Regions from separate parts of the Mus musculus genome. Here regions 1, 2, 3, 5 and 6 are each linked to region 4. Evidence: chromatin contacts called from public ChIA-PET, Hi-C and HiChIP or PLAC-seq data. All regions are on one chromosome and are shown on one strand. Each heading gives the region's core, a stretch centred on a gene start, on an enhancer-like site or on the middle of the called end of the contact. The rest is flanking DNA. Distances are from core to core; before and after follow the strand shown. Region 1 holds the start of Ddost (dolichyl-di-phosphooligosaccharide-protein glycotransferase). Region 2 holds the start of Hp1bp3 (heterochromatin protein 1, binding protein 3). Region 3 holds the start of Sh2d5 (SH2 domain containing 5). Region 4 holds the start of Camk2n1 (calcium/calmodulin-dependent protein kinase II inhibitor 1). Region 5 overlaps Vwa5b1 (von Willebrand factor A domain containing 5B1). Region 6 holds the start of Pink1 (PTEN induced putative kinase 1).

Region 1 (2,700 bases), core at 17-2,516, 150 kb after region 4:
GTAAGTTACAGATCTTCACTCCATTCAGTAGTCTCTGAGGGCTGGTGAGATGGCTTAGCAGGCAGCCACAGGTCGGTCACTGGGTTCAAGTCTCCAGTAAGGGCTGGGAATGACAAGCGGTGCCTATTACCCAAGCATCAGGAGGCAGAGACTGATCTGAGAGCTCACTGTCCAGCCTGCTTAGTCAAAATGGCAAGCTTCAGGTTCAGTGAGAGACCCTGGCTTAAGGGAGTGAGGAGTGTGACAGAGTAGGTGACCCGATTCTACACGTCCACAGAAGTGTGCACAACCTCACATACATGCATATTTCCCACCACCCCCAATACCAACTAGCCTTGTGTTGGTCAGCCAAAACACATCCATCAGGCCTTAAGGGTTGATGGGTATGTATCTATTTGTATTCTTATGACCTGCAGAATGACTTTTTACAGCAATCCATGTTAATAATGTGACAAATCTTTGTACACAAGCAAGTCAAATCAAGAGTTTCTTTATCAGGACCCTTGTTAGAGAAAACCCCCTTCTCCAGAAGCGAAATGTCTACGGGTGACATTTGGCACTCTATCCTTAGCTGTATCTTTTTGACGGATGAAATCTCCGAGGCCCAAGCTGCAATTAACATTTTCCTCTACTATACTTCGAAACTCACCCCAAGACCCAGAACATGCCCAGGAACAAGAAGACAGCCGTCTCCTGAGCCCCCCCAATCCCATTTCGAGGGGCGACGCGCGCCCTTACCTTCCACCGACGGGGAAAAGATGATAAGGTTGTCATAGAGGAACTCCCCGTACTTAATGAGGGACAAGCTGGGGTCATCTGCGGTCTTGAAGGTGAGCTCAAAGCCCCGGTCTGGAGGAAAGAAACCCGGAACCCGGTCAGGAGAGGAATCCCTGCTGCAGCCCTCGGAGGGGGCTGCCGTCTCCGCCCCAACCCGGGCCATTCCCTCGGCTCTGCTCGGCGCTCACCCTTCAGGCTGCGGAAGAACAGCGAGTGCGTGTCCCGCACGTTCAGGTTGTCCAGCAGCACGAGGGTGCGGGGGCCGCTGGCGCAGACGCAGCCGAGCACGGCCAGCAGCAGCCCGCAGAGGGGCCAGGCGCGGACGGCGAGGCGGGGATCCATCTTCATCTCCCAGCAGCCCAGGCCAGCACCTGGGCACCGGAAGCGTCCCTCGCGGCCGCCCAATGGCCGCTCGCAGCGGCGGAGTACCACTTGGAAGCGGTCCGGGTACTCCGTGGCCCCGCGGCCCACGCCGCTGCGGGGACGGACCAAGAAGCAGGGAACGCCACCGGAAGTGGCCCTCCGGAGGCCGAGTCTCTGTACCTTATTGGCGAAACGCACTTGAGGCTCCGCCTCCCCCATGGAAAAGGGCCAATCCAAGAGAGACAGCTCCGTAGCTGCTGCCAATCAACAAAGCCGGGCGCCCTTTGCCTCCGCCCAGGCTAGCTCCCGCCACATCTCTCAAACTCTCCTCTAGCGTCTCCAGATTTTCCGTTTCCTAGGCAGCCGCCCCTTTTCCCCCAGGACGCAGTTGTCATTACCAGGACCAGATAGGGGTGAATTCCTCGCCTGTCGCTAGTCTAACGGGCTCGGAAGCAGGCCCTTATCTCTTGAGAGCAATGAGGTGGGGAAATAGGCTCTGGCCAGGCCCGAAACAGGGTGGATGGCCAAGGAGAAGGTTAGTGATCAAAAGGCTCTTCACAACCAGGATTGGTGGCTCGTGCTTTTAATTTCAGCACTCGAGTGGGAGGCAGAGGCAGATCTTTGTGACTTCGAGGCCAGCCTGGTCCACATAGTGAGTCCAGGCCTGCTGGGGTCACATATTGAGAGCTGGTATAATGCGGCGGGAGGGAGCAACTTGGCTGGCCGGCCAAGGTGATCCCCTGAACAATCAAGCCACGCGACAGACCTAGTGTAAAGACGATTTATCGTCGGTGGAAGGGAAGGGGACTTGGGACGGGGTAGAGACCGAAAAGGGGAACAGAGAATGGTAGAGAAGAGGCCAGCTGAGAACATCTGGGGGGAGAGAGGAGAGAATAGGAGATAGGGAGAGAGGCAGGTTAGCCGAGAGGAGTCCTTACACGCCTGGCTCGCACCTGGCTGGCGGCTACCCAAGCTGCTGCGTGGTGCCTAGCGGAATTGTCTATAAGCCAACATGGGGTGCCAGCAAGATGGTTCAGCTGATAAAGGTGCTTGTTTGCCACCAAGACTGACGTCGTGAGTTCAATCCCTGGGCCCCAGACGGTGGAAGGAGAGAACGGCCTTCTGCAAGTTGTCTTCTGACACACACACACACACACCAACCCAAGATTCAGGACAGAAATAAAACGTAGAGGTCTAGGGATGTGTACTTCAGTGGGTAAGATGCATGCATTATCTAGATTGCAGGAAGGCCTGGGTTTGATGCCCAGTATCATAGAAAACTAGGCATGGCAGCTGGCAGCTGTAACCTCAGCACTCGAGATACAAACATCAGGATAATTAGTGCAAAGTTGTCCTCAGCTACATGCAAGTCCCAGGCCAGCTGGATGTGACCGTCTCCATATAATAATTATCGTTCCTAAACTTCTCTGAAGCCCAACCACACCACTCAGTGACACTGACTTTAGGGATGTGCCATTGTTAGGACACCCTTTCAAGGTACCCACCTACACCTCTCCCTATAGCTTCAACCGCCTCTGCTCTCTGCTCTGAGTACTGCCA
Region 2 (2,700 bases), core at 123-2,622, 240 kb after region 4:
TATGGCCTATGCTGAAGATAAAATTGAAGATAAAATAAAAATTAAAAACTTCAAACGATTTCCTAATAGCTTCTAGGCCCTTCTGGCTAAGATCAAATGCAGAATGACTCTCTAGACACATTTCACGTCTAAGATGCTTGCGTATGAGGTCCAGGTCTAATAAGACTCGTTCTCCAAAGCAACGGGCAGTCGGAGAAGGGCAGTAAAGCAGCCTGGGGGAGAAGTCATGAGCACTTCTGGCTGTGAAGGAGGGTTTAGCTCAAGGGCGTTAAGGAAAACTGCCTGCTTAAGTCTGGATCGACTCGGGCCTAGGCTTAAGACGGCTGCCACTGACAATCCTGCGCCGGCCTGGGGAGCGCGGCGGAGGCCGGGGGAGGTGTAGGCTCGCGGGGGACACAGAAGCGCAAGGCCGTCGGGGTAGCGGCGGCGGCGACAGCAGCGAAGCGACAGCGCCCAGAGGCTGAGCATCGCCCGGAGGAGCAGCGAAGACAAAGGCGGGAGCGAGCGGCTGCGCGACAGAGAGCCGTGGCGGTGACAGCGCAGGGCTAGCGGGAGTGGGGAGTAAGATGGGCGCGGGACTGCTGAGGGCGGCGGCGGAGGTACCGCGCAGAGACCACGCCGCGCTCCTGGCTGCGGGGACCCGGCGGCGACCAGCGGCGACCGGCGTGGCCTCAGCTCTGCACACTCACCACTGGGGACTCCGTAATGGCGGCCACGGCGGCGGCGGGGGCGGAGAAGCCGGGAGGGCGGGCCCGCCGCAGCCACTCACTAGTGCCGGCATCTTTCGAACCGGGCTTGAAGACAAGTTGACAGTAGGCCGAGGGGAGGAGGGCGCGGCGGAAGTCGGGCCACAGGCCTCGGAGCATGCGCAAGCCCGCAGCCAATAGGGCTCCGCGGCGCACGCCGGAGCATGCGCACTGAGACAAGCACGGAGGGGGGGTGGGCCCGACCCGAGAAGAGCTGCCCCTCCTCCCCAAGTCCAAACAAAACAAGGGCGGGAGCGCGCGCCGCGGGGCCCGAGTGGCCCGCGCGCCAGGGGCAGGGGCCGGGTGGCGGGCGCGACGCGAGAGGGCGCAGCGGCCGCGGCGGACGGACAAAAGCCGCCGGCCTTCGGTGCCCGCGTCCCGCCTCTTGCGCCCGGGCAGCGGCGTCAGCGCCCAGGCCGGTGGCCCTCCGCTACTCACTCGCGCACGGAGCTCGCGCCCACTCCCTGCGCGCCGGGTCCGGGTCCATCCCGCGTTACCTCTGAGCTCCGGCGCCCGCGTTCCCGTACGGCCTCTCGGCGTTGCCGCGGACCACCGATCGCCGACTCGCGACACCGCTGTCCTCCAGGCCGGGCACCGAGCTCTGCCGCCCCGCCCCCCTGCCCGCGGCCTCACGCGCGCGCCCCCGCGCCGGCCCCGCCCCCGCGCGCGCCCGCCAAGTGGGTCCCCGGGCGGGCGCGCAGGGGCGCGACAGGGCGCTCGTGGGGGAGGTGGGGGGGAACGGCGGACGACGGGAGGCAGAGCGTGGCTGGGAGCGCTAGCTTCCTGGCTGCGTCCTGCGTGCTCGGCGCAGTCTCTGTCTCCGACCCCGAGTCCTTCGGGTTTGGGGTTCCAGCCTCCCTTTAGCCCTGGAAGACGGTGCTAGACAACAACAGCCACTTCCTGAGTCCACAGGGAATTGGCAGTGTAGTGAGCAAGGACTGGTCATACACGGCCTGGAAGATGCGTGAGCCGGGCTGCCCCCAGCTTCTTGATTTGCATGCACAGACAGCTTCCCCACCCCCAGCACCCAAAAGAAACCACGGAATTAGAAGGGAGTCGCCTTTTATTTGGCACTTTACGTTGAGATCTGCCTATTCATGTAATGTGCACACCACCGCCTTTGAAAATTGTAGTTCTTGGGGCTGAAGAAGTAGTTTAGTTGTTAGTATGTGTCTAGTCTGAAGAAAGCCCTGGGTGCCATCGCCAGCACCTAGAGCCCAGTGTGATGACGCAGACTCAATAGGTGGCATCAAGAGGATCGAAATTTCAAGGCCATTTTGGGTAGGTAACCAACCTGAGGCCAGCTTGGAATGCACGAGAGCCTGTGTAAAGAAGGAAAAGGAAATGAAGGATTGCAGGTGTAGTTCTTCAAAGCCACTTTGGAAAAATTCAATGTACCTCAAGTAGCCGGAGTCTTGTGGGTATCGGCCTGGTACATGCATGGCACCGCAACTGCAGGTCAATCAAAGCGCTTATTACGGAAACCAATTAGACACACTTTCAGTCCTCTCCACCTGCCAGAGTGGCTGAAACTCCAAGGGTTCTAAGAAGATTAAATAAATCACCCCACCAAAAATTCCTCCCTGGTGAGCGTCTGTACTAGTGACATCACCCATTCCCCTGAACACTGGGATCATGGGCAATCTCTTCAAAGGGATTTATGGGGAGGATCTGAGAGGATTTGGAGAGGAGGGGACCTGATCAAGTATGTCATATGAAAAAAAAATTAAATATTAAAAAGGGATTTTGGTCTTTTTGAAGAATTCTGTTTTAAAACCATCTTTTAATTTTTTATATGTGTGTGTACCTGTTTGTATGTGTTCCGGGTGTGTGCAGATGTCTAAGGATTGTCTGCACTCCTGGGAATTGAGTTAGTAGGTTGTAAGCTGTCTGATGTGGGTGCTGGGAACCAAACCGAGATCCTCTACAAGAGCAAGGGACCTCAGCCACGGAG
Region 3 (2,700 bases), core at 5-2,504, 200 kb after region 4:
GGAAAGGGGCATATAGAAGCGGGGGGGGGGGGGGGGGGAGAGAAGGCGGGTGGACAGCATCCTCCAAGCACCTGGCCGTCGTCCCCAGCCTCCTTATATTTAGCCTCCCCAGAAACAGGAACTGTGTGCCCCTCTTCCAGTCTGATCCTGCCTTAGACCAAGGAGGTCACCAGGGTTCATTGAAACCCTGAAAACGACCACACACCCAACTCATCTCTTTGAACCAAAAAAAAAGTTTCCCACAGGGGTTTGTCTGCTGCGGCCAGGTCATACCTACAGAGGCACATACGGGCTTCTATTTTCCAGAGGGCGGGGGGGGGTGTTCTCCTTAGGAGCAGGAGACTGGCTATGTTAACTCTATACTTCACGTCCAATCACAGGGCCCTGTGCACCATAAAACTCAACAATCTATCCATTCAGGGTACTTGGGAGACTCCCAAGCCTGCAGACCCCAGCTACTGGACTAAAGGCACACATCACAGGATGGAGAGCTGGCAAACCCAGGACTCTCTGCCGAGGCTAGGCAGTACCCTTCTGCTTACAGTCTATGGGGCCCCCAAGCAGGCATCCATCCTTGGTATACACTGGGTCTGTATCTGTGCAGAAGTAGCCAGTAGTAGCCTCATAGCTGCAACAACTCAGGCGCTAGGTATGGAACTGTTTAGAAAGGCTGGGCTCCCAGCCCAGCACACTTCTGCTACCATCTCCACAGGCCCTGGACCCGCGCAACAAGGGACTGGACTGGGGTTCAGCAGGTTTGGCTGATGTGACCTTGGCCTGCCAGCTTCCAGTTCCTCAGTTGTGAAGGGGACCGCGAAGGCAGCCACCTCCTGGGTCTGTTCATCAGCCTCTGTTCTTCCCGAAATCTATCTGGTCGCGGGGAGTACACAAGGCTGGATAGGGAAGACGCGGAAAGGATCGCGAGCGGAGGTGCGGAGCGCGTGCGAGCGCAGACAGCGATCTCGCAAGCGTCACCATCCCCACGCAGCGCTAGGTTCTCGGAGGGGCACAGGTGCCCCGGCGCCAGAAAGGGAGGTATGGTGACGGGGACTGAGGTGATGGCAACTGCCGGCGGAGGGAAGTGGGGGTGCGGCTCGCTCTGGGAAGACCCTCCCGGCTTCGGCCCAGCCCCCGGAGGGTTCCCAGGAGCACTCACCACCGCTACCGCGCCTCCTGGCAGGTCTCACAGCTCCGTTTCCCGCAGCTTCTGCTCCTACCCAGCGCGGGGCCCGCCCCACCCCCGCACACGCCCCCGCCCCCGCGCCGCGCGCCCCCCACGTGGCCCTGGGATCCGACCCCTTGGGCATCACCTGGCCGCGGCGCCGGCCTCACCAGCCAATCGGAGCCGCTCCGCTCCGCCGTGCCGCCCAATCAGAGGCTGCGAGGGTACCTGGCTCCGCCCACGCTGCGACCTGGGTTGGCTCCTCCTTGTCGCTCTTCCTCCACGAAGCTGTCCAGACTCGGTGAGCTCAGGGCCTCGCTACTCGTCTGCTCCTCGGGGCAGACCTAGCTACTCCACTAGGTCTGCACGGTCGCTCAATGACCTTGCAGACCCACCCCTTCACACGCAAATGGCAGAGGACTTGGTGGCATGAATCCACTTACTGGGTGGAGATTGATTGGACCGCTCAGCTGGGGTCCAGCAGGAGTGGTGACTCTTGTCCTTCCGGCCTCACGGAAATCCACTTAGATGGGGAAATGGTGAGTGAATTTAGCCAGCGCGCGCACAGAGCCGAGAGGGCGAGCTCTTCTGATCCCATTAGGTGAGGAGCGCAGTAGGTGGCCCAAATAAATCGCAAATCCGAGCCAGGCAAGCGCGTGGTGTGTATTAAACCCGAAATCTGCAGAGAGAACGCATCAGAAACTGCCCGTGTGGCACACCGCAGAAATCCAGGACATAAGGGTTCAGACCCAGGGAGGGACACCAAGACAGATGACAGAGCCCGCGAGAAGGTGGACCTGAATCTGCAGCCTCAGGGGAGTTCCCAGGTGCAGTGCAGAGTGCGCAGGGCACGGCTCTGGGCATCCCTTGTCTCTGCAGAGCTCCTAACACCTTTCCAGAGGCAACAATAAGGTGTGATTGTTGCCCACAACCAGGCACTTCTCTCTCCCCAGTGGGACTTAGATTAACACTTTAATCATGTTAATCCTCCAGGGCCTCTCCCATAGCCATTACCACCCCTGACTCAGCCAGGTGAGAACTGGAAGGCCTGACAGGGACACTGACCTGGTAAGTGAAGGGTCAGTAAATACCGATGCTATTTTGAATTTCTTTTGTCTGTGACCTTTGGCAATTCCCCTGTGCAGAATGGTAAGGAATCTCCCTAACAGTCTCCAGGCCTGGACAGTGAAGGAGCAACGGGGGGGAGGGGGGGGGCAAGCTCAGTTCACCAAACGGGCAACTCAGGATACATAAAAACGAAAAGGCTCCCTCCTAACTCTTAAAAAGAAATATTTAAAGCTCCTTACTTCATCTTAGTTTATTTTATTTTTAAATAAAATGCACTTTTTATAGAATAAAATTTTACAATTTTATAAATTTAGATTTCTTTTTGATTGTGAGTATGATCCATTCCTTTTTTTTTCTTTCATTTTATTAATTTTTATCTGTATGTGTGTTTTGCCTGCTTTTATATCTGTGCACCACATGCATACCTGGTACCATTGCAAGCCACAAGGAGTCAGGTCCTCTGAAACTGC
Region 4 (2,700 bases), core at 39-2,538:
AACCCTTTACAAAGAAGTCTCCTAGGCTGATTCTTAAGGAGAGAAAGGGAAACTGAGGTCTTCAGATCACTGGTGGCGGTAGCCCAGGCCGGGTTCAAAGATGCCCGGAGCAGGAAGGAAAGCTGGGGTAGGTTCCCACGCCGATCAGCGGCTGCAAAGTTTAGGCCTGGCCTGAACGGGTGTCCCCCTCCCGTTCTCCCTTCCCCGTTCCCCGGTCTGTAGCCTCCGCCCCTCCGCTCTCTGTGCCACCGCAAAGGGCAGAACCTCCCTTCGCTGCCGCCTGGGGCTTTACCTTCAGTTGCCTCTTCCGCCTGCCTCACTGCCTCCACTGGCCTCTCTCAGTCCCTCCACCGGTCCCTGTACTGGATGATCAGATCACCTGTCCAGAACTCTGGGTCTCTACCCGTAGGTCTCCTTGTCTGTCACCCTCATTGTTCCAGCACTTCAGCGTCCTCCCTAGACTTGAGTCCCAGGCTCCCTTACAGCTCCCTCGCTTTAGCTCTCAGCCCACCTCGGTCTCCCGACCATCTCCCCACTTCACCTCGCCACCCCAGTCTTTTCCGGCAGCACCCTGAGTCTCGGTTTCCCTGGGGCTTCTCCAACTCCAATATCTCAGGCTAGACCACCCTTCTCCCCTCTGCCAAGTAACAGTGAAAAGCCAGTGCGACCTGAATGCTCCTCGCCCTTCCCCGCGGGAGTTAAGGTCCTTCCCCTGCAGCGCCCCACGCAGACCCCTAAGAAGCTCCAGGACCCCTTACCCCAGGGTGGCCGAGCAGAGAGAGTGCAGATGCGACTCCACTGCGCAAAAAGGGGGAGGGGTGTGAAACCTAAAAGCAAACTTTGGTGCGGTTGAGGACGCGGGTATAACCTTTGGGCCTCGGCAGCAAGTAGAGGCTACCACGCCCCCGGGTGACCCCGCTGGTGGCCCGGACAAGCGGGGACTCTTGCCCGAGGCCTGATCCAGCTTCCGCCGCAGGAGGGATCCCTAGATCTCGCAGATGGTCCTCCTACTACCGCGGGGACCCCTGAGCCCCAGCCAGGCTGCAGCACCAGCACCGCAGGGGGTAAGGGGCGGGGAACTCACCGCGCTTGCTCCGGCCGATCTGGCCCAGCTTGGGAGGCCGCTTGCTCTGCCCAGCCCCGAAGAAGTTGTTGGTGTCCTGCAGGCGGCACGAGAAGATCTGGCCCACGTCGCCGCCGTCGCCGTAGGGGCTCAGCTTCTCGTCGCCGTAGGGCAGCACCTCCGACATGGTCGCGTCCGGGGGCTCCGAGGCGGCACCTCCTCCGCCCGCGTCCCCGCCCGCGGAGGACAGGGTCAGCGGCGCTGGGGCCGGGGATGGCCGGCCGGGGACGGCCCTCGGGGCTGCCGCGGCGCTGGGGCCGGCGAGAGGCCGGGGAGGGACACCGCTTGGGGCAGGAGCGCGCAGCCCGCGCGAGCGACCCAACGAGCGCCCGCAGCTGAGCTGCGCTGCGCTCGGGCTCCGCGCGCGAGTGGCTGCTGCTCCGGCAGCGGCGGGCAGGACTCACATCCTCGGCGCTCTCGGGCGCGGGGCGGGGGCCGAGCCGGGCGGGGCCGCGACGCGCGGGGAGGAGGGTGTCCCTGCGAGCCCGGAGGGCGCGGGACCGAGGTGGGCGCACCCCGGGGAGCGCGCGGGCCAGTCCTGCCGCGGATGCGGGCGGCGGCAGCGGCGGCGACTCGGGGACTGTGAAGCAGCGAGCGGCCGAGGGGGAGGGGAGCAAAAAGGAGGGAGGGCAGGGGGAGGAAACCCGGAGGGAGGGAGGGAGGGAGGGAAGAAACCGAGAGGGCGACGGGGAGAAAAACAGAAAGACAGAAGAAGGCAAGGGGAGCGGCGGGAGGAGGGAGGGTGAGGAAGGAGGGAGAAAAAGAAAAGGGGGGAGACTAGATTTGGATCGGAGAGGCAGAGCGGAGAAGCGAAAGAGGGAAAAATAGAGGGTCGGAGAAGGAAGGAGGAGAGAGGGGGGACAGAGGGAGGCAGGGACGAAGGAGCAGCCTGCGAGCTGCTAGGGAGAATGCCAGCCCAGGCTGAAAGCGAGGCGCCAGAGGAGGGAGGGAGGAGGGGACCCGTGGGCCTCGGGGAGAGATCCCTGGAAGCTAAGCGACGTCACGGGGCCGCGCCGGACCGCGGCTGGCTTCCTGCCCCCGCCCCCGTTCCCTCCGTCCCGCCTGCGCTGAGGGGCCCCGGTGCGCCCCGCCCCGCCCCGCCCCGCCCCGCACGGCCCGCGCCCCTCCCGCGCGGTGTTTACCCGACCCGGAGCCTGTGCGCGCCGGCTCGGCTGGCTGTGACTCCCGAGGGGAACCCGAAGCAGTGGGAGGGGAGGGGACCGAGGACGCACCGGCCGGGAAGGACGCGGATGCTGACCTCCCTGGAGGCCAGTTACAGAGGTCAAGGATCGGAGCGTACTGGGCCACCCGCGGGCACTCCTCTCCCTTCCCCCACCACACTTGTGCCCCACTTAGACCCTGCCGGGCATTCCTCTATCCCCGTGCCCACTGGATCTGCCAGGAAGGCCTTTTTCTCACTTCTTGTCCCTCTGTGCGGGGGCCCTGGCTCCCCCCGCACCAACCCCGGGGACAAGAAGGAGGGGAGGAGGGGGCAGCCCCGCCTCCCGCGGGATAGGGGAGAGCCTCATTACTCTGGGCTTGCCCGGGATGCCCGGCTCCTAGAGCCCTCTGACTCG
Region 5 (2,700 bases), core at 24-2,523, 140 kb before region 4:
AATTAGATTCCCAGAATTCATGTTTAAAAAGAAATTTCCAGGTGTGGTGGTGCCCACTTGTCATCTCTGCACTGGGAGGCAGAGGCTGGTGGACCTCTGTGACCCACTGGCCAGTCAGCCTAGTAAGCCAGCTTCAGTTTAATGATAAACCTTGTCTCAAAAACTAAGATTGGGAGTGCCAGAGAGCAGGGCCCAAGAACATCTGCCTTTCATGAGCATTTGCACACATGTGCATGTACACATACACACACATTCACACACACATCACACACACATATATACACACATACACACAGACCACACATAATACATACATACATATATACATACATACATATGTACACACATAAATACACACAGATTCACACATATACATACATACATACATACATACATACATACATACATAATACACAAACAGATTCACACACACACACATACACACAGACCACATGTAATACATCCATATATACATACATATATACACACATAAATACACACAGAGATTCACATACATACATATATATATACACACACAGACAGATTCACACACACATATCACACATATGCATGTATGCGCACATGTGCGCACATGCACACACATTAAATTTTTTTTAATTTAGTTATTCTTTTTCCCAAATGACTAATGGTGCAGCAGAGCCCTGAATGCAGTCTTCTTAGAAAAAGAAAAAACAAAAACAAAAACAAAAACAAAAACAAAAAACAAACCAAGATATTGACATATTCACAGTCCAGTGACACTAGACTCACAAACTTCACAGTCTAGTGTAGCGTACCAACTTGATAACCAGTCAGAGAGTTTGGTTTGTTTTCTCTGTGTTGGAAGCTCCACCAAAAAAATGTGTGTGTGTGTGTGTGTGTGTGTGTGTGTGTGTGTGTGTGTGTCTGTGCGTGTCTGTATAAGTAAATTAATTAAATTAAATAAAACTGCAGAAGAATGGTAGAGCCCTCCTCACCCACCACAAAGCCCATGAAACCCCTCTTCCCTGTCAGGAAATCACTATCTTGTTATGGAATCATACAGTGTTCCCTTTTATTGTGATTCTGCGGGTGTCTGTCTCCCCATCTGGAGTTATGAACTCATTAAGAGAGAGGACTGTCTTGTCGTCATCTGTCCTCATGTGGCCTATCTCTGTACTTCTGCATAAAACTCCTCATTCTATTTACTGGACTGAGTAATAGACTGTAGCTGAGGAGGGGACAAGAAAAGATTGGGCTCTCCTGTCACCCGAGGCTATCCTTCCCCTTTATTGTACCCATGAAGCAAGCTCTTGTTTCCAGGGCAACAGACTCAGCAAGGGGGCGGGACTTGAGTGGAATCAAGGAGGCCAGCCTTTTAGTCCCTCCTAGTCTTGAAAAGCGGCAGAGGCATCATAGATGAAAGCCAATATCCTCTGAAAGCATTTGACACGAATGGATGTGAGACATGAGGGTGGTTACCTTCTACCTGTGGGCCGCCAGAGGTGGAGGCGGGTGGGGAGCTGTCCATGGTGCTGGAGTGCTGCCGCAGTATCCTTCCTGATCCTCTGGTTTTCTGTATTCTGTTCTGCAGCCACACTGAGATACCCTCATGGTCACCTAAGAGTGGCCCAGCATTATAAACCTAAAGCACTTTGGGAGAGAATTTCATACCCTGTCCCTCCTTTCTGGGCTAAAGAAATTGAGTCCTTAAGAAGTGATGTGCTTTTCCCAGGTTCTCAGGGCTGGCGGAGGGGCCCCCGAGCCTTCCAGATCTCTGCTCAGTTCGCATGCACGGCTTATGAGGAGCGGGACATGCCCTCTGGTTTTAAAAAGCTCTCTTGTTTGAGTATGTCATTTCTACTACATGCCATTGTTGAAGGAGCAATCCCAGGGTCCGGAATCGATTCTGTCACAATTGCTATGTGGTTTTGGACAAACCGATTCTCAATGCTGGACTTCATTCATCTTTTCTATGAAGAGAGAAGAAAGGGTTGATTCAGGGAGGCCAAATGTATGTCACGTGATGTGTGTCACGTGTTGTATGCTACGTGGCCCTCTGCTTCCTTCTCCTTAGCCCAGGTGGACATCAATAACTGATCCTGTCTATTTCCCAACACCCCCACCCCACTCCTGCTAAGCCTGGACTATGTCTCTGTGTCCTCCTCATGAAAGCACTCCAGGAAGTTATCATCATTAAAATGAAATTGTTTAGGAGCAAAAAAAAAAAAAAATCCCCTTTGTGGACGGCAGCCCTCCCCCACCTTCAGAGCTTCAGAATTCTCTGACCGTGCGTTTGTCTGGCCCATTCTTCAGACCCCTTTCCCTGTGGAATCTCCCCTTGCTTTTTCCTAGCTCTACTCACTGGGCTCAAGGTCATCCCTTCACAAACGTCTCAAGGCTGGCGCAATCCATTCGGCTAAGCATGACCCTTTCAGAGGAAGGCACAGAAATTACTCCGGGAAAGCCTTGCCAAGGGTGGTTGGGCACGGGATGTTTGAGTCATTCATTATGGTCCAGTGGGTAGAAGTTTTGGGGAAAGCAAGTCTTAGGAGGGAGGGAAATGCAAACAGCCCACGCCAAAGGGGAAAGGTCAGGCAATTTAATTTCCGGCAGCTGGTCCCATTCTTCAGCCACCGCTTGCTGCCAAAAGCAGGGCTTTCAGATTCTAATAGGTGAGAGTCAAGACAATCTGTCCGGATCAGCAGAGTCTCCTGCCAG
Region 6 (2,700 bases), core at 24-2,523, 130 kb after region 4:
TCGCCTAGGACGCATCACTCCCTGATTGGCTGCAGCCCATGGCCGAGCTGACGTTCACGGGAAAGGCAGAGTACAAGTAGTCGTAAAATACCCTTGGCACATGCGCAGATTATTTGTTTACCACTTAGAACACAGGATGTCAGCGCCATCTTGTGACGGCGAATGTGGGGGCGGCTCCCAACACTACCTCTGGTGGGTAGTGGGTTAAAAGAGAGGTTAAAGCATTGAAGAACCATCATTTAAAATAGGCTTTGAAGGCTGGGCAGTGGTGGCACACGCCTTTAATCCCGCACTTGGGAGGCAGAGGCAGGTGGATTTCTGAGTTCGAGGCCAGCCTGGTCTACAGAGTGAGCTCCAGGAGAGCCAGGGCTATACAGAGAAACCCTGTCTCAACACCCCCCCCCCCCAAAAAAAATAGGCTTTGAAAAAAATTAAAAATTTCACTGGATGACCAGTATTTGGTATTATGTGATTTTACACACACACACACACACACACACACACAAAATTATGCTTAAGTCAGAGACAAGCAAAAAGATTATTCAGCCTGATGTGGTGGTATATACCTGTAATCCCCACACTCCAGAGGGCCATCCTAGTCTACAGGAAGAATTCCAAGCCAACCAGGGCTATGCAAGGCCTTGTCTCAAATAAAGTAAAATAAAATGAGTAAAAATAGTAACAGGGTTAATAACCTTATTATCAGCTAGCTATTCGTAACAAGCAGTTTAAGTCATAGGGATTTATTAAGCATCTGGGTGGCTTCTGGTTAAGTCTCCCAGTCAGTCTCAGACCTCAGCTCCTGCACCCACTGGTGCATAAATTATGGCCTTTGGTCAAGATTTCCCTCCAAGATCTAAGCCCCGGAACCTCCAACCTGTCTGTACAGGAGCATGAGAGCACTTGGGAGTGGGGGAGAAGAGCCAAGGTCTTCCCTCGATAGCCAGGGCAGTGTGAACTTCAACCTCAACTCTAATACCTGCAAGCAATCTGGAAACACCACAGTCGCTTATCTACAAAATTGGCACTCATATCATGGGGGGGACAGTCAAACTAGCTAACAGGTGTAAAGGGCCTGGATCGGTGACTGATAACAAATATTAGTTTCCTGGCTCAACGTCTCATCTTAACCAGGACCAGTGAAGTTGTTCACAACCCCTCGACCTGGGTTCAAAGTGCAAACCAGCTGCACCAAGGGATGCAGGGATGAGCGGGTAGCGCCCCCGCGTGCTGCGCAGGAGAACTGCCGGGGACCGCCCCCCGCGCTTGCGCACAGGCGCCGCCCCCGAAGTTTGTTGTTGTCCCAGACGTTTGTGGCGGTGGCAGCTGGCTCCGGTCACCGCGCCACCATGGCGGTGCGACAGGCACTGGGCCGAGGCCTGCAGCTGGGTCGGGCGCTGCTGCTGCGCTTCGCGCCCAAGCCCGGCCCGCTGTTCGGCTGGGGGAAGCCCGGCCCCGCGGCGGCCTGGGGCCGCGGAGAGCGCCCAGGCCAGGTCGTAAGCCCCGGAGCACAGCCTCGGCCGGTCGGGCTCCCCCTCCCGGACCGCTACCGCTTCTTCCGCCAGTCGGTAGCTGGGCTGGCGGCGCGGATCCAGAGGCAGTTCATGGTGCGGGCCCGGGGCGGCGCAGGCCCTTGCGGCCGAGCGGTCTTCCTGGCCTTCGGGCTGGGGCTGGGGCTGATCGAGGAGAAGCAGGCGGAAGGCCGGAGGGCCGCCTCGGCCTGTCAGGAGATCCAGGTGAGAGCGGCGGTGGGCGGGAGCGCCGGGAGCGGGCCGAACCGGGCCAGAGTGTAGCCCTGAGGCCAGCCGGGCCGGGGCGGGGCCTAGGCCAGGAGGAGGCGGGGTTAGGAGAGTGAGTGATCTGGGTGGGGCGGGGCCAAATTGGACAGCAAGGGCGGAGTTAGTTGGATAGTTGTTGGGGCAGCCTCAGAATCCTAGTGGTGTAGGGGCGGGTCGTGAACCAGGGCGTGGTAGGAGCCTGGGCATTGGGAAGGGCAGGTCTCTGAGCCGTGATTGGGCAATTTAAGGGGGTGGGGTACTCGTGGACCAGACTGAGTGGCTGGTGGCATCTTAGTTATGTGTCTAAGAGCATGAGGACATGCCTAGACCTTGGGGGGGGGGGTAGGTAGATCAGGGGATAAGGCAAAGATTAAAATCTATCTATGACTTGGACTATACATTTCTTGGAATTGATCTGTTAATTAAGGCTGACCTATTTCCCATTACTGATGGCCTGATATGCCGACACTTTGCAAACAGTATGGTTTAAAAGCTGCTGATTATTGGTCTCTGTTGCACTGTAACAAATGGCTTTGAGTAAATTTCTTTTCTTTTGGGATGCATAAAAGGGGGACAGAGCCTTGATTTGTATATGTAGCCCAGGTTTGTCTTGAACTTTTTTTTTTTTTAGTTTTTCAAGACAGGGTTTCTCTGTGTAGCCCTGGCTGTCCTGGAACTCACTTTGTAGACCAGGCTGGCCTCGAACTCAGAAATCCACCTGCCTCTGCCTCCCAAGTGCTGGGATTAAAGGTGTGCACCACCACAGCCCGGCTGGATGATAACATTTGGAATGTAAATAAATAAAATATCCAATTGAAAAAAAAAAGTCACTCAGGAGGCAGAGGCAGGCGGATTTCTGAGTTCGAGGCCAGCCTGGTCTACAAAGTGAGTTCCAGGACAGCCAGGGCTATACAGAGAAACC

What was found. A called contact is a pair of places that touch in the nucleus more often than the background predicts. ChIA-PET counts read pairs in DNA pulled down with a chosen protein or histone mark. HiChIP or PLAC-seq counts read pairs in DNA pulled down with a chosen protein or histone mark.
Region 1: an RNA polymerase II ChIA-PET map of memory CD8 T cells shows a contact between it and region 4, with 97 read pairs. The contact joins the promoter of Ddost here to the promoter of Camk2n1 in region 4. A contact is called at or near these places in 1 of 484 Hi-C or Micro-C datasets (uterus), 5 of 115 datasets of contacts at active chromatin or transcription factors (effector CD8 T cells, embryonic stem cells and memory CD8 T cells) and 1 of 9 other capture datasets (pancreatic islet).
Region 2: a FOXA1 HiChIP or PLAC-seq map of pancreatic cancer cells shows a contact between it and region 4. The contact joins the promoter of Hp1bp3 here to the promoter of Camk2n1 in region 4. A contact is called at or near these places in 2 of 484 Hi-C or Micro-C datasets (cerebral cortex and embryonic stem cells), 4 of 115 datasets of contacts at active chromatin or transcription factors (embryonic stem cells, memory CD8 T cells, microglia and 1 more) and 1 of 9 other capture datasets (pancreatic islet).
Region 3: a contact with region 4 is called in an H3K4me3 HiChIP or PLAC-seq map of embryonic stem cells, with 12 read pairs. The contact joins the promoter of Sh2d5 here to the promoter of Camk2n1 in region 4. A contact is called at or near these places in 2 of 484 Hi-C or Micro-C datasets (embryonic stem cells and nephron progenitors), 1 of 115 datasets of contacts at active chromatin or transcription factors (embryonic stem cells) and 1 of 9 other capture datasets (liver).
Region 5: a contact with region 4 is called in an H3K4me3 HiChIP or PLAC-seq map of forebrain, with 3 times the contacts expected there. The contact joins the enhancer-like site here to the promoter of Camk2n1 in region 4. A contact is called at or near these places in 1 of 39 promoter capture datasets (hippocampal neurons), 1 of 15 datasets of contacts at CTCF or cohesin (embryonic stem cells), 2 of 484 Hi-C or Micro-C datasets (both in embryonic stem cells), 17 of 115 datasets of contacts at active chromatin or transcription factors (bone marrow-derived macrophages, craniofacial prominence, embryonic basal ganglia and 8 more) and 2 of 9 other capture datasets (liver and pancreatic islet).
Region 6: a contact with region 4 is called in a Hi-C map of Th1 cells, with 7 times the contacts expected there. The contact joins the promoter of Pink1 here to the promoter of Camk2n1 in region 4. A contact is called at or near these places in 1 of 39 promoter capture datasets (neural stem cells), 4 of 484 Hi-C or Micro-C datasets (Th1 cells and embryonic stem cells), 9 of 115 datasets of contacts at active chromatin or transcription factors (the 230-238 cell line, bone marrow-derived macrophages, effector CD8 T cells and 3 more) and 2 of 9 other capture datasets (adipose tissue and liver).

Annotation. Positions count from the first base shown.
Region 1 is chr4:138,303,304-138,306,003 of GRCm38.p6, reverse strand. It overlaps Ddost (dolichyl-di-phosphooligosaccharide-protein glycotransferase), which reads right to left and starts at 1,266. Exons shown (of 11, transcript NM_007838.3): 1 at 966-1,266; 2 at 739-849. The coding sequence starts at 1,125.
Region 2 is chr4:138,215,284-138,217,983 of GRCm38.p6, reverse strand. Hp1bp3 (heterochromatin protein 1, binding protein 3) reads right to left here and starts at 1,372. Exons shown (of 13, transcript NM_010470.3): 1 at 1,244-1,372.
Region 3 is chr4:138,248,965-138,251,664 of GRCm38.p6, reverse strand. It overlaps Sh2d5 (SH2 domain containing 5), which reads right to left and starts at 1,254. Exons shown (of 10, transcript NM_001099631.1): 1 at 1,157-1,254.
Region 4 is chr4:138,453,736-138,456,435 of GRCm38.p6, reverse strand. It overlaps Camk2n1 (calcium/calmodulin-dependent protein kinase II inhibitor 1), which reads right to left and starts at 1,288. Exons shown (of 2, transcript NM_025451.2): 1 at 1,085-1,288. The coding sequence starts at 1,250.
Region 5 is chr4:138,596,799-138,599,498 of GRCm38.p6, reverse strand. The region is part of intron 8 of Vwa5b1 (von Willebrand factor A domain containing 5B1); the gene reads left to right. Among named protein-coding and RNA genes, the nearest start is that of Vwa5b1, 26 kb to the left of the region's middle. Within about 2 kb of position 1,273, at least 42 of the 459 cell types and tissues checked have an H3K27ac peak or open chromatin away from gene starts, as enhancers often do. A contact at or near this core is called in craniofacial prominence, embryonic basal ganglia, forebrain and 1 more, where this site is marked.
Region 6 is chr4:138,324,869-138,327,568 of GRCm38.p6, reverse strand. Pink1 (PTEN induced putative kinase 1) reads left to right here and starts at 1,273. Exons shown (of 8, transcript NM_026880.2): 1 at 1,273-1,736. The coding sequence starts at 1,350.